Regions from separate parts of the Sus scrofa genome. Here region 2 is linked to region 1. Evidence: chromatin contacts called from public HiChIP or PLAC-seq data. All regions are on one chromosome and are shown on one strand. Each heading gives the region's core, a stretch centred on a gene start, on an enhancer-like site or on the middle of the called end of the contact. The rest is flanking DNA. Distances are from core to core; before and after follow the strand shown. Region 1 has its middle 80 kb from the start of SPSB1. Region 2 has its middle 57 kb from the start of SLC25A33.

The links. HiChIP or PLAC-seq counts read pairs in DNA pulled down with a chosen protein or histone mark.
Region 2: an H3K27ac HiChIP or PLAC-seq map of skeletal muscle shows a contact between it and region 1. The contact joins two enhancer-like sites. A contact is called at or near these places in 1 of 5 promoter capture datasets (liver) and 1 of 2 datasets of contacts at active chromatin or transcription factors (skeletal muscle).

The regions. Positions count from the first base shown.
Region 1 is chr6:69,796,953-69,803,174 of Sscrofa11.1, forward strand. No RefSeq gene overlaps it. Among named protein-coding and RNA genes, the nearest start is that of SPSB1, 80 kb to the left of the region's middle. Within about 2 kb of position 3,114, at least 11 of the 83 cell types and tissues checked have an H3K27ac peak or open chromatin away from gene starts, as enhancers often do. A contact at or near this core is called in skeletal muscle, where this site is marked.
Region 2 is chr6:69,875,117-69,881,350 of Sscrofa11.1, forward strand. No RefSeq gene overlaps it. Among named protein-coding and RNA genes, the nearest start is that of SLC25A33, 57 kb to the right of the region's middle. Within about 2 kb of position 3,300, at least 34 of the 83 cell types and tissues checked have an H3K27ac peak or open chromatin away from gene starts, as enhancers often do. A contact at or near this core is called in skeletal muscle, where this site is marked.

The DNA.
Region 1 (6,222 bases), core at 1,864-4,363:
CACTCAGTGCAGCGTAGCATCCTGGGAAGGGGGTGTCCTGTATCTCCAGTCGTCTTCTGTTTGCAGTGGCCATTCACTTAGGTACCAGGGGTCTCCGTGCATCCTGGGAAGGGGGTGTCCTGTGTCTCCAGTCGTCTTCTGTTTGCAGTGGCCATTCACTTAGGTACCAGGGGTCTCCGTGCTTCAACTCAGCAATGCTGCTGCTATGCTGGGCAGAACAGTATCCAGCAGCTCCGGGTAAACCCAGGCTGCCTTCCTTCACCTGAGAAGACTCCTTGGACAGGAGGCCAGCATGAAGACCTGGGCTCCAGCTGCAGCTCTGCTACTCACTGGTGGTTCTAGGCAAACAACCCACCTCTCTGAGCCTCCATGACCACCTCTAAAGCAGGTGTGATGGTAAAATCTACATCTAAACAAAACCATAATCCTAAGAACTTACTGGGTGCTAACAGAAGCTCTTTGCACACATTACCGGGTGCAAGTTCATCAGCAGCCCTCTTTCGCAGGGGCTGCCATGACCTTGGATACTCAGAGAGGCTCATTGACTTGCCCAAGGTCACGCAGCTGAATGGTGAAGCCAAAACTCAAAACCAGGACTCGCTGACACCAAACACTGGACTCTTGGCCCCAGGCTAAGTCACCTCCCTCGGCAGTGCCAAGCTTTCTGTCGCCCTGCTGTCATGCTCCCATTCACTCAGCAGGTGTCCACCAGGCTCCGTGCAGGATGCTATTTGAGGACCTGAGTGTGGGCCCTGGGGACAGAGTGGACTCTAGCTGCCACAGGAATAGGAGGTCGGGTGTTGTGTCTGTCTGGCTCCCTACCTGATCTCGGCACATAGTAAGTGTTCAGAAGGTACACACAAGGTGAATGAGAGAAGCGCGTGGAAGGGCAGGTGCTCAGCTCTTGACATTCTGGAGGGCCAGCAGGAGAAACCTTCAGGCTTTCTGAAGGTGAAGGAGAGGCTGCCAAGGCTCCTTGGACCGCAGAGGCCCCAGTCCCAGGCACAAGGTAAAGGGGCCATGGTAGGATGGGGGACTTGACATTGAAAGGCCAGGGCAGCCTTCAGGGCCGTGCAGAAGAAGGCACTTGAACCTTCAGCTGGCGCCGGCCAGGGGTCCGGCAGGGAGGACAGCATCAGATACCACAAGAGGCCATGTCATTTTCTCCCAACACAAAGGACCCCTGGGCCTGATATGCCTGAAGGGTTTATCTGGCGTGGGCTGCCACACCCTGGCCTTGACATAGGAGAAGCCAGGACCCAGGCATTCACGCAGCATCTGTGCTACCTAAGCCCCGGACGATCCATCCCCTGCAAACCTGCAGGGAGCTGCTAGCATCCTCCATTCTTCAGAGGCAGAAACGGAGGCTCAGAGGGGAGCTGGGATTGTCTTCTGGGGCCAGAGGGGGGCCTGGCCTTGCAGTAACCCTGTGGGAACCCTCACCTGCCTAGACGGGGCCCCTCCAGCTCTGCCATGCAGTGTCCATACAGCAGCCTCAACAGCAGCTGCCTTGCCCCTTGGGAAGTTCAGGGTCAAGGCCGCTCTGGGTCAAGGACTTCTCTTCCTTTGCTTTTTCTAGAACTGACATTTCTGCATTTGGAGTTTAGAAACTGATCCCTCAGCCACTCAGATCCAAGCAATCTGTGCTCCCCACCCCCCACCGATCCCGTCACGTCGTTCATGCCATCAGCAAACATCCGGCTCCGGGCAGGCCCCGAAGGTAGAGAGCGGATAAGTGACAATGACAGAGCGGCTATCGGGAAGCCCTCACAGCGTGCCAGTGCTCTTATCCACAAGGTCCTCTCCCTGAGGTCAAGGGTCTGAGCTCATCCCCATTCTACAGATGAGGACACTGAGGCACAGGGCAGCTGGACTAACAGGTTCAGGCCCCAGACTCGACCTCATGCACATGTGCTGAGTTCCCAGCCCCCACTCCCCAGAACCTCAGGGAGTGAGGGGACCCGGAGTTTTACAGCCCACCCAGGCATCTGCCAGCACCCTTGCCTGCCGCAAGGACTGCCAGGGCTTGGAGGTGGGGATGTCTGAGATGGGTGCCCAGTAGGATCTAGAGAAACACCATCCAGAGCAGAGTGAGCAGCCCATGGAGAGGCTCTGAGGAGGGGAAGGGGGGGCCCAGGGAGGTGGGACATCAGGATTGGGCTGAAGGGTGCAGGTAGGCAGGCTTTGGGCAGGGACTGGGAGAGATGAGGCTGGCTGGCAGCGAGAAGGTGGGGCTGGGGTGCCTGCCTCTCTCTCATGGATATGGGGTAGCCCTTTAATTAAGGGAGTGGTAAGGTCAGAGCCTCGGGGGCTTCCAGCATTTCACTCCAGACGTGAGTCTATGCTTTCATGTCTCTTTCCCATCATGCTTCTAGAAGCATCTTTTTTTTCTTTTTTTTTTTAGAGGAAGTTCCCAGGCCAGGGATCAAACTTGTGCCACAGTGGTGACAATGCCAGATCCTTAACCCACTAAGCTGCTAGGGAACTCCTGGAAGCATCTTGAAGACCAGACCTGAGGTGCTGTTTAGTTTGCTGGAAATGCTCAGTAGGAATGAATGGAGAAACGAAGAATGAACACAGGAGGCGGTAAATGCCCGCCCTGGACACGCCTCTCCTTGATCCTGGACCCAGACCCTGGCTGTGGCTTGAAGCCCAGATCACTGGGGTAACAAGCAATGGCCTCTGTTCTGAGGGCAGGAGCCCTAGGAGAGGGCAGATGGGTGCACAGCAGCCCTGGGAAAACCAGCTGCTCCAGAGGCCTGTCCTAGCCCAGGTGGCAGCTCCTCCGTCCCCTCCTGCCCCTGAAGGAGAGACTTTGCAGCCTCCACCCCCACCTCATGAGCTACGCCAAGGGGCCCCAGCAGAGCGGCTGGCTTTCCCGGGGCCCCATCACTCCTTGTTTTCTCTGAAAACATCCCCAGGTCCAAAACAAACAAGGACAACTGCCCTAGCCAGGTACCTTGGTCTTCCCGGCCCAGTGCTGTTCCCAGCTTATTTTTATGAGCTGTTTAATCTGCACACTGTCTTCTGTTCTCAATAAATGGGGCTGCACATTCCAGGATGGCCTCGAATGATAACACCAGCTGTCTAGACAGAGGCCAGCCCACTGACACTATCATAAATAAAAATAGCTTCGTCTTCCAGCCTCTCGCCGGGAGCCTGGGGAGGGGTGAGCAGACTCCAGGCGGGCTGGCTGCGACACACCACCCTCCGCCCCCCGCCCCATCTCTCTGGCTGCCTCTGCCTCCAGACCCCAGCCCTATACCTGGGAGCCCAAGGAGCCCACACTGCCTGTGGGAGGGAGGAAGGGGACCAGCACCCCTGGAGGGGTCTGCTGGGGCCCCAGTAAGGCACCTGCCCCCTTCTGGGCTCTTCACCTTCCATGGGGCCTGTGGCAGCTGCTGGGGCAGCAGACAGCCAGGGGGCTGATGCGGGCTTTAACTTCCAATTCCAAGGTCAGAGGTTCACCCACCTGTCCCTGGGCCCAGGTCTGGGCTGGGAGAGCATGTCCAGAACCGCCTGGGGTTAAACTAAGAGAAAGGGCACTCCTGCCTCGCAGTACAGACCTCAAAACCAGCCAGGGTCCAGAGCTCTGCGCAGCCCAGGAAGTCAAGGCTCATGGTCAGCCTGTTGGGCTGCTCACCCACTCCTTTTGTCATCTGTTTGCCCCAAGTGCCATTTGACCCCTCCTTCATTGGTTCACCTATCTGGCCTCTGCTTGATCCTGAAACCCTGAGTCAGGACTGCCCTCAGGGTCCCTGAGAGCAGCAGGCAGGAAAAAGGACCTTGGAGCATCCCCCAAGTTCAGCAGGGGATGGCCCAACTGCTTACATGGCTGGAGCGTGCAGGTACCTCTCTGAGGGTATCCAGGCCAGTGTGGGGGTCAACAAAGAAGCTCCCCTGGCTCCCCACAGGCATGGGCCTGGATTCTCACACTTGCCCACACAGTCTCATGTAGGTCAGTTTATGTCTACCCTGACAACTGCCCTCACAGCTCAGGCACACTTGTGCAGTACACAACCTGAACACCTGTCCCAGGCAGTCCTGTGCCACCATGCCCCCTCTTCCCCCAGGCCCAGCCAGATTGAGTCTTTACAATAGAAAATCTAGCTCCTCTGCAGTCAGTGGAGTCTCCCCTTTGGCCTCTTGTATGGTCTAGGGCAGCTCTGGGGGTCAGGGGCAAGCAGAAGAAAGACAACACAGAACCAAGAGGCAGGTGCTTTGCGATGGGCCCTGGCCTCCAGGAGTTCTGGGTTGGATTGGCCAAGGGCATGTGTGTAAGTGTCCGGCACACAGTACTCTCCCTGTGGATGGAGTGGAGCTCCTGCTTTCATCCCCAGGGGAACTGGGGACTAGACCCTGCCCCTCAGCTTCCTAATCTGGTGCTCCAGCCCATCCTGGAGGCGAGGGTGTCCCCCGGTGGTGGGATCCAGACCCATGCTCACTTGATTCTCCAAACCCTGCCTCTTCGTCCACACCAGGCAGGGCCCCTGGGAGCTGAGACGGAGGGCAATGGGGGCCACAGGTAGGATGGGCGGGGTCAGTGCCATGGGGTTCATGCCCCTGGGCTGTCCCTTGGCTCTGCAGACCAACAGCCCGGGAGATACAGGGGCATTTTCTGTGGGGTCTCTCTGCCCTATCTGACCTAAACCTGTCTCTGAGCCTATCTCTTGGCCAGAATGCTCAGTGAGGAATCCCCCAAACCACGGCAAGCAGCTCCGCGATGCAAAGGGACCATCCCGCTCAGCCCTCTGGCCACAGGCAAGGCCTCCACCTCAGACCCAGGGGACCCTGCAGGCCCCCAGGAAAGAGACTACACACTCCCAGGTACTCCTCTCCCCTCACACCGACAGCAAGCACAAAATGAGAATTTCTGTCCCAGACACTGGGTAGTACTGACCACGACAATAAGGGGAGAGCGAGTAAGATGCTTCCTGTTGCCCCAACATGCACCTGCCCGGCACAGACAGACGCCGATCTCAGGGCCGGTGTGTCCTCATTTTCCTGGGAGGCCACTCCCCCGTCCCCACCCCCAGGGTGTCCTTCTTCCCTGGCTGCAAGGAAGGGGTCCGAGGAGATTCTGGGGAGAGACAAGGAAGCAGGGACCGGCCTCTTGTCCCTGCTCTGGGTAATTCTCACGCCTGCAACCCGTTGGATACAAGCAGGAGGGAGAGAGTGAAGGAAGAGAACAGAGAATTCGCCTGCACGGGCCTCCGCTTCATAAAAGTCAAAGTGCTTGAGAATCTGTGAATCAGGGGCCAGGAAGGAGCGGTTAGACCGAGCACAGCTGGGACACCGGTGACTGAAACCGTTCGCTGAACCAGCCACAAAAGCTGAGTCCCGGGAGTTCCTGTTATGGGTCAGTGGTAAGTAACCCCACACCCACGAGCATCCACGAGGCCTCGGGTTCAGTCCCCAGCCTTGCTCAGTGGGTTAAGAATCCAGCATTGCTGTGGCTGTGGTGTAGGCTGGCAGCTACAGCTCTGATTGGACCCCTAGCCTGGGAACCTCCATATGCCGTGGGTGTGGCCCTAAAAAGACCTTTAAAAAAAAAAAAAAAAGAAGAAGAAGCCCTAGTCTCAGGGACCAGGCCAATGCAAGCACTGAAACCTTCCACCTCACTTAGTGCTTGCAGCATTCCCATGAGCTCAGCTGTCTTCACTGACAGAGGAAGAAACAGAGCCCCTGGGGCCGGGGGAGGAGGGGGAGGAAGGGGGCCCAAACGAGAGGCGCAGCTGGGACAGGGTGGGGCCTGGGCGCAGACAGAGGTGGCTCTGATTCCAGGCCCCCGGGCCCCTCCGCCTCCCTGTGTCCCCTGCCGCCTGGCACCGGGTTGGCACAAGACATGTTTATTCAATGCCTGACCCAGAGAAAGCAGAGCCCTCCCTGCCCTGCTCCCAAGGCCCATAGCGGGCACATCAGCCACTCACAAGCACTTACCGAAGGTGCTGGGGTGGCAAGGACAGCAGAGGCCCAGCAGCCCAGCCTCTATGAGCCTCCCGCCTGGCTGGATGCCAGGGGAACCGACGAGGCCCAGAGGGGGCCCAAAACACAGGTGCCACCTGCAGAGCGCCCGCACATCAAGGGCCTGGAGATGGACTCAGAGGCCCAGATCTTAGGCAGGGACAGGGCGCTTGTCAAAAATCTGTAGAGGCCCTGGGCAACCTTCTCTCACCCAAAGTCCTTCCGACAGAAGAAGTAGGCCTCCTTTTTTGTCTTTTT
Region 2 (6,234 bases), core at 2,050-4,549, 78 kb after region 1:
ATACCATAACATTCACCATTTAAAAGTATGCTCTTCAGTGGCTTCTCGTATACTCACGCCATTGTATAACCATCACCACCATCGAATTCCAGAACAGTTTCGTCACCCCAAAAAGAAACCCTGTAGCTATTAGCTGTTACTTCTCATTGCACCTTCCCCCAGCCCCTGGCAGCCACTAATCATCTTTCTGTCGCTACGAAGTTGCTTATTCTGGATATTTCATATCAGTGGAATCCTACAACATTTGACCTTTTGTGTCTGGCTTCTTTCACGAAGCATGTTGTTTTCAAGTTTCATCCAGGTTAGAGCAGGCATCTCAGCAATTTTGAGTCTACAGCACCAAAATAAACCTAGAGAGAGAGCATCCTACAGCAGTGTCCCGAAACCATTCTTTACTTCTTTCTTTTTTTTTTTTTCAGTTGCACCCGCAGCACATGGAAGTTCTAGGGCCAGGCATCAACCCCACACCACAGCTGCCACCTGAGCCACTGCAGTGACAACATCTGATCCCTAACCCCCTGTACCACAAGAGAACCCCAGAAACTGCTTTTTTTTTTTTTTTGTCTTTTGTCTTTTGTCTTTTTTAGGGCCACACCCGCGGCATATGGAGGTTCCCAGGCTAGAGGTCTAATCCGAGCTACAGCTGCCGGCCTACACCACAGCTCACGGCAACACTGGATCCTTAACCCACTGAGCGAGGCCAGGGATCGAATCCTCAACCTCATGGTTCCTAGTCGGATTTGTTTCCGCTGCGCCACAATGGGAACTCCAGAGACTGCTTTTTAGAATGAACCCCCTGGAGTCAGCTGTGGTCACATGTATATCTGCGTATTCTTATTGTAAACTGGGTGATTAATTTCCGGTTAACTGAGAGGACGGATGGGTTTATAAAATTGTTGAGCTTCAGAACTGACCCGGAACTTAGACACTGTGTGGTGAAGAGGTCGCAACCCATTGCCCAGAGGCCAATGTGGCAATCAGATGTGTTTTTGTGGTCTATACAGGAAGCATTTAATATAGGAGCCAAGATTTCAGAATTTGGGAATTTTCACCAAAAATCCTTTTTAAAAAAATCAGATGTCCAGCAGCCCAGGGCCCACATTGTGCCTGGAGGTGGGGGACAGGGTGAGAGGAGAAGCCTCTTTGCAGGTTCCCTTGGTCACCCCTGCCCCACCTGTGTCCCCACATCTGCCCCCTTCACTGTCAGGTTACCTGTCTGCTCTGTCCACAGTTGAACTTGACCCTGTTCCTCCCCTAACAATCAAATCTATTCCTTTTACAAATAAACCCTGGAGAGGTTACCGATTTTGCTGAGGGCAAATGGTGAGTTGGGGACAAACCATGAATGCTGACATTGAATCCTGCACTTTTTTTTTTTGGCCTTTTGTCGTTTCAGGGCTGCACCTGCGGCATATGGAGGTTCCCAGGCTAGGGGTCTAATCAAAGCTGTAGCCACCAGCCTACACCACAGCCACAGCAACGCAGATCTGAGCCAAGCCTGTGACCTACACCACAGCTCACGGCAATGCCAGATCCTTAACCCACTGAGCGAGGCTAGGCATTGAACCCGTGACCTCATGGATCCTAGTCGGGTTCATTAACCACTGAGCCACGAAGGGAGGCTCCCTCCTTTTTTTTTTTTTTCCTAATGGCTGTACCCATGGCATATGGAAGTTCCCCGGCTAGGGGTCAAATCATGCCAGCCTACACCACAGCTACAGCAAAGCCAGATCCGAGCCAAGCCTTCGACCTATAGCTCACGGCGACCTATAGCTCACGGCAACACCAGATCCTTAACCCACTGAGCGAGGTCAGGGATCAAACCCGCAACCTCATGGTTCCTAGTCGGATTCGTTTCCGCTGAGCCATGATGGGAACTCCATGAATCCAGTGCTTTTTCCTGCGCTGTGACCCTCCCTCCACTAGGGTGAGCAACCCCTCCTGGTTTTAGAACCTAAAGCCTGGAGCCCACAGCCCTCTCTCTGACCCAGATAAACTGGGGTGGTTGGTCACTCTACCTCTCAGTTCTCACCCTTTTCTCCCACCAAAAAATAGAACACAACGTAACATAATAAAGCAGAGGTATATTTAAAAAAATAAAAATAAAACAAGGGTTCCCTGGTGACTCCTCTGGCATTGCCAGTGCTGTGGCTCAGGTCACTGCTGTGGAGCAGCTTCAATCCCTGGCCCAGGAACTTCCCCATGTCTCGGGCTCAGCCAAAACATAAAATAAAATAAAGTGGAGGCAGGAGTTCCCATCGTGGCTCAGCAGGTTAAGAACCTCACTAATATCCATGACGATGCAGCTTCCATCCCTGGCCTTACTCAGTGTGATAAGGATCTGGCATTGCTGTGGCATGGGTCCCATTTACAGCTCAGTTCTGGCATGGTTCCAATTCCACTCCTAGCCCAGGAAGGAACTTCCATATGCCACAGGGGTGGCCCTAAAAAAGACTAAAAAAAAAAAAAAGTGGGAGTTCCCATCATGGCGCAGCAGAAATGAATCCAACTAGGAACCAAGAGGTTGTGGGTTCGATCCCTGGCCTCACTCAGTGGGTTAAGGATCCGGCGTTGCCGTGAGCTGTGGTGTAGGTTGCAGACATGGCTCAGATTTGATGTGGCTGTGGCTGTGGCATAGGCTGGTGGCCACAGCTCCAAGGGGACCCCTAGCCTGGGAACCTCCATATGCCGCGGGTGCGGCCCTAAAAAGCAAAAATAAAATAAAATAAAATAAAATAAATAAAATAAAAATGGAGGCACGATGACCTAAGATTTCATCTTTCCTTGGGCCTGGCTTCCTGGACCAGACGTGTGATTATTCGCCCCGCCACCCCGGCCTCCTCCAGATCCAAGCGGTGTGCAGTGTCCTTAAGGCTCTGATTGGGTGAGGCGTTCTGGGCTTCCTGGGGCCCGCAGGCCCTTCAGGCCGGATGGTGGTGGATGCCTGGCACCAAAGGGGCCTGGGTCCCAGCTGCCCACAGTGTGCGAAGCCTTGCTGCCAGCTGGCAGAGTACACCCCTGTTTATGAGTAGGTAGCTGACTGCACTCGGAGCGCAGCGAGCCGATGATGAAAGCTGCGAAGAGAACATTGTTATATGACTTTTCATAGTTTCCCAAGTAAATATCACACTCACTGCTGCTTGGATTACTAATGCCTTGGACGTGGAGGCCGAAATCTGTTCCCAAACAGACGCCTCTTTTTTTTTTTTTTTTTTCTCAGTCACCTAGGCGCTCAGTATTGTTGTCGAAATGTTTTCCTGGGCTCACCCATCCGCATAGCTCAGTACATTCCCTCGGAGAGAACTTGGCACCCGCGAAGCTCGGATGGCCCAGCAGCCTCGGTTCCCAGCTCCGCTGCTCCAGCTCGGCATCCAGCGGGAAGCTTGCCGTAGGCAGGTGACCCCAGAGTCCTGGGACATAGCTGCAAAAGGGCACGGAGAGGCGGTCGCGGGAGACACCGCTTTGAACAGGCAACGTCGGGCAGCAGGAAAGGGCCCTGCTGGACCTGCGACCTCCAGGCCCCCCTCTGGGGCACTTAACTCTTTTCCTCCGGCCTCCTGGGGACAGCAGGAGAGGGAGCCTGGACCCAAAGAGCTCTCGGGGCTCTGCTGTCTTTATTACTGCTTATAAAAGCTAGTCCACAGATGGTTTGGCTTAGAGAAACTATGCAGCCAGGGTTATTAAAAAGAAAAAAAAAAAAAAAAGGCAGAAGAATGAGGAGAGGAAAAGGGAAAAGCAGGAAGGCTTGTCCACAGCAGGACCGGTGACAGCTTGTAAATCCCAGCGCAGCTGCTTTTGCCTGTATCTGGCTGGGGTTCCTCGGTCCTCACTGAGCCCGTCTGTCCCCAGAGAAGCCCTGATAAAACCAGTCTCGCAGCTCCTCTGTGGCTCAGCGGGTTAAGGTTCTGGCATGTTCACTGCAGCATCTGGGGTCGCTGCTGTGGCACAGGTTCGATCCCCTGGCCCGGGGAACTTCCACAGGCCACGGGCACAGCCAAGAAAAAAGCCTCATCTAGAAAACACACTCCACCCTCCTCCTAGTTCTCTCTCCTGTGCGTCGTTCCCACACACACACACCCACGACGCTCTGGTCACATGGGTCTGGGGGTGCGTAGGGCCACCAGCGGCATACGTGGGCTGTCCTCTGGAGAGGCTGGTCCCACAGGAGACCACGGAGGAGCTGCCCCTCCTGCAAGGGGTCGGGGGATGAACAAACTCAGAGATCTCCCGGAGCGGGAGCCAAGAGCACGGATTTCCTGCAGGACAGGAGAGGATGACGAGGGCGGGAGGCTTGGCTACATAGCTGGCGGCGACCTCAGCTGGGACAAAGCCGCCACCTCGCTTGATCCTAACAGCCTTCCCCAGAGGAGAAGCCCAGGATGTGGGCTTAGGGTTGAACCACAGGCCAGAGACATTTTTTTTTAATTTAAATTGAATATTGTTGATTTTCTTTTTTGGCCACCCCAAAGCATAAGGACAGAGTTCCTGGGTCCAGGGATCAGATCCAAGCTGCAGTTCCCAATTGCGCCCTAAGTCACAGCTGCGGCAAGCCTGGATCCTTAACTCTCTGTGCAGAGCCGGGGATTGAACCTGCATCTCAGCGCTCCCAAGAGGCTGCTGATCCCATTATGCCACAGTGGGAACTCCAGGACGGAGACTCTCAGGCAGAGAGAGGGCAGAGATGCCTCGTACCCACACTAGGAGTCCCCTTCCCATGCCCTCAGTGTCTCCCAGAGGGTGGCACCTGGCTGGCAGGATTCAGTGGGAGGGGGCAGAGGGAGGAAGGGCGTGGGGTGGGGAGGCATCCTCTTGTCAGCTGTGTAAAATTCCAGCCCAGCTCCAGAGGGCACTTGTCCCACATCTAAGAGAAAGAAGCCACAAGAAGCCAAAAAAAAAAAAAAAAATGGAGGTTTAATTTCTAAAGATCTAGTGGAAACGGAAAAGGCAAGGCTTCTGTGTGTTCGGTCTCACACGAGGCTCCTACAGTGGGTGGGCCAAGCCTTCTGGTTCTTTTGCTTCCACTAAAGCAACATGTATAGAAATAGGAAGAGGACGGGGCCTGCAAGGAGCTGGGAAGGGAACCCCAGGCAAACCCAGGAGACCAGTCCAGGTCAGCCCAGGGTGGGGCAGAGGGTTCTTGAAGGCCTGGCTGCTCCACGTGTGGCCCATAGGCCTCTGCTGGTCACAGCTAACAGCTTGTCTCAACCCCACGGAGTAAGTACAGAAATCAAGAGTGAGCACCGAGGAATTCCCGTCATGGCTCAGTGGTTAATGAATCCAACGAGGAACCATGGGGTTGCAGGTTCGATCCCTGGCCTCGCTCAGCAGGTTAAGGATCCGGCGTTGCCATGAGCTGTGGTGTAGGTCACAGACTCGGCTTGGATCCTGCGTTGCTGTGGCTGTGGCATAGGCCGGTGGCTACAGCTTTGATTAGACCCCTAGCCTGGGAACCTCCTTATGCTGCAGGAGTGGCCCTAAAAAGATGAAAAAAAAAAAAAAAAAAAAAACAGTGAGCCCTGAGAAACCTATAGGCCTCCCCCCCTCGTCAGCTGTCTCTTATTATACTTTGTGAAACGCAATTTTGTGACCATTGCACCTAACAATAAGAAAAGAAATCGGGGCTTGTATCTTGTGTGGCTTTTATTTCTTCCATTTCATTTTTCTCCCCTATGTCACGGTTATTTTATTTCACCAAGGTGGCCATGGGCGATGGACTGGAAATTGGAAATGGGTCCTTCTCTGCAGATACTCATTGGCCCAAGGGATTTGAAGCACCCAGAAAAGAAGCCTCTCCTCAATCCTGGGACAAAGAGTGGAATCCGCGAGGCAGCAGCTCTCAGCGAGGGGAGGGGGCAGACCAGGCAGCCAGGAGCTGGGGGCTCCAGGACACACAAAGACCACAGCCCCTGGATCCCCTCCCTGCCCCACTGGGCATAAAAGCAGGGGTGACAGGAGCCAGCCCTGCAGGGCAGAGGTTCACTGGCCAGGAAAGAGGACGTGGGTGCCCCAGCATCCTGCCTGGAGAAGTAAGGACTTCTGGGGGTGGGAGGTCTGGTGACCCCCTGGGGCAGGCTTTGCTATGGCTCTGCAGCTCCCCTTCTCTCCCCATCTGTGCACACCAGGTGGAAGCCCCAGATACGCAGCACAAGGGAAAAGATGCTGTGGCTTTTTTCTAAAAATCACAACTGCCTCCCCCCACCCCCTTCGCTCTGTGCTCTCCAGTCCCTGTCCTGA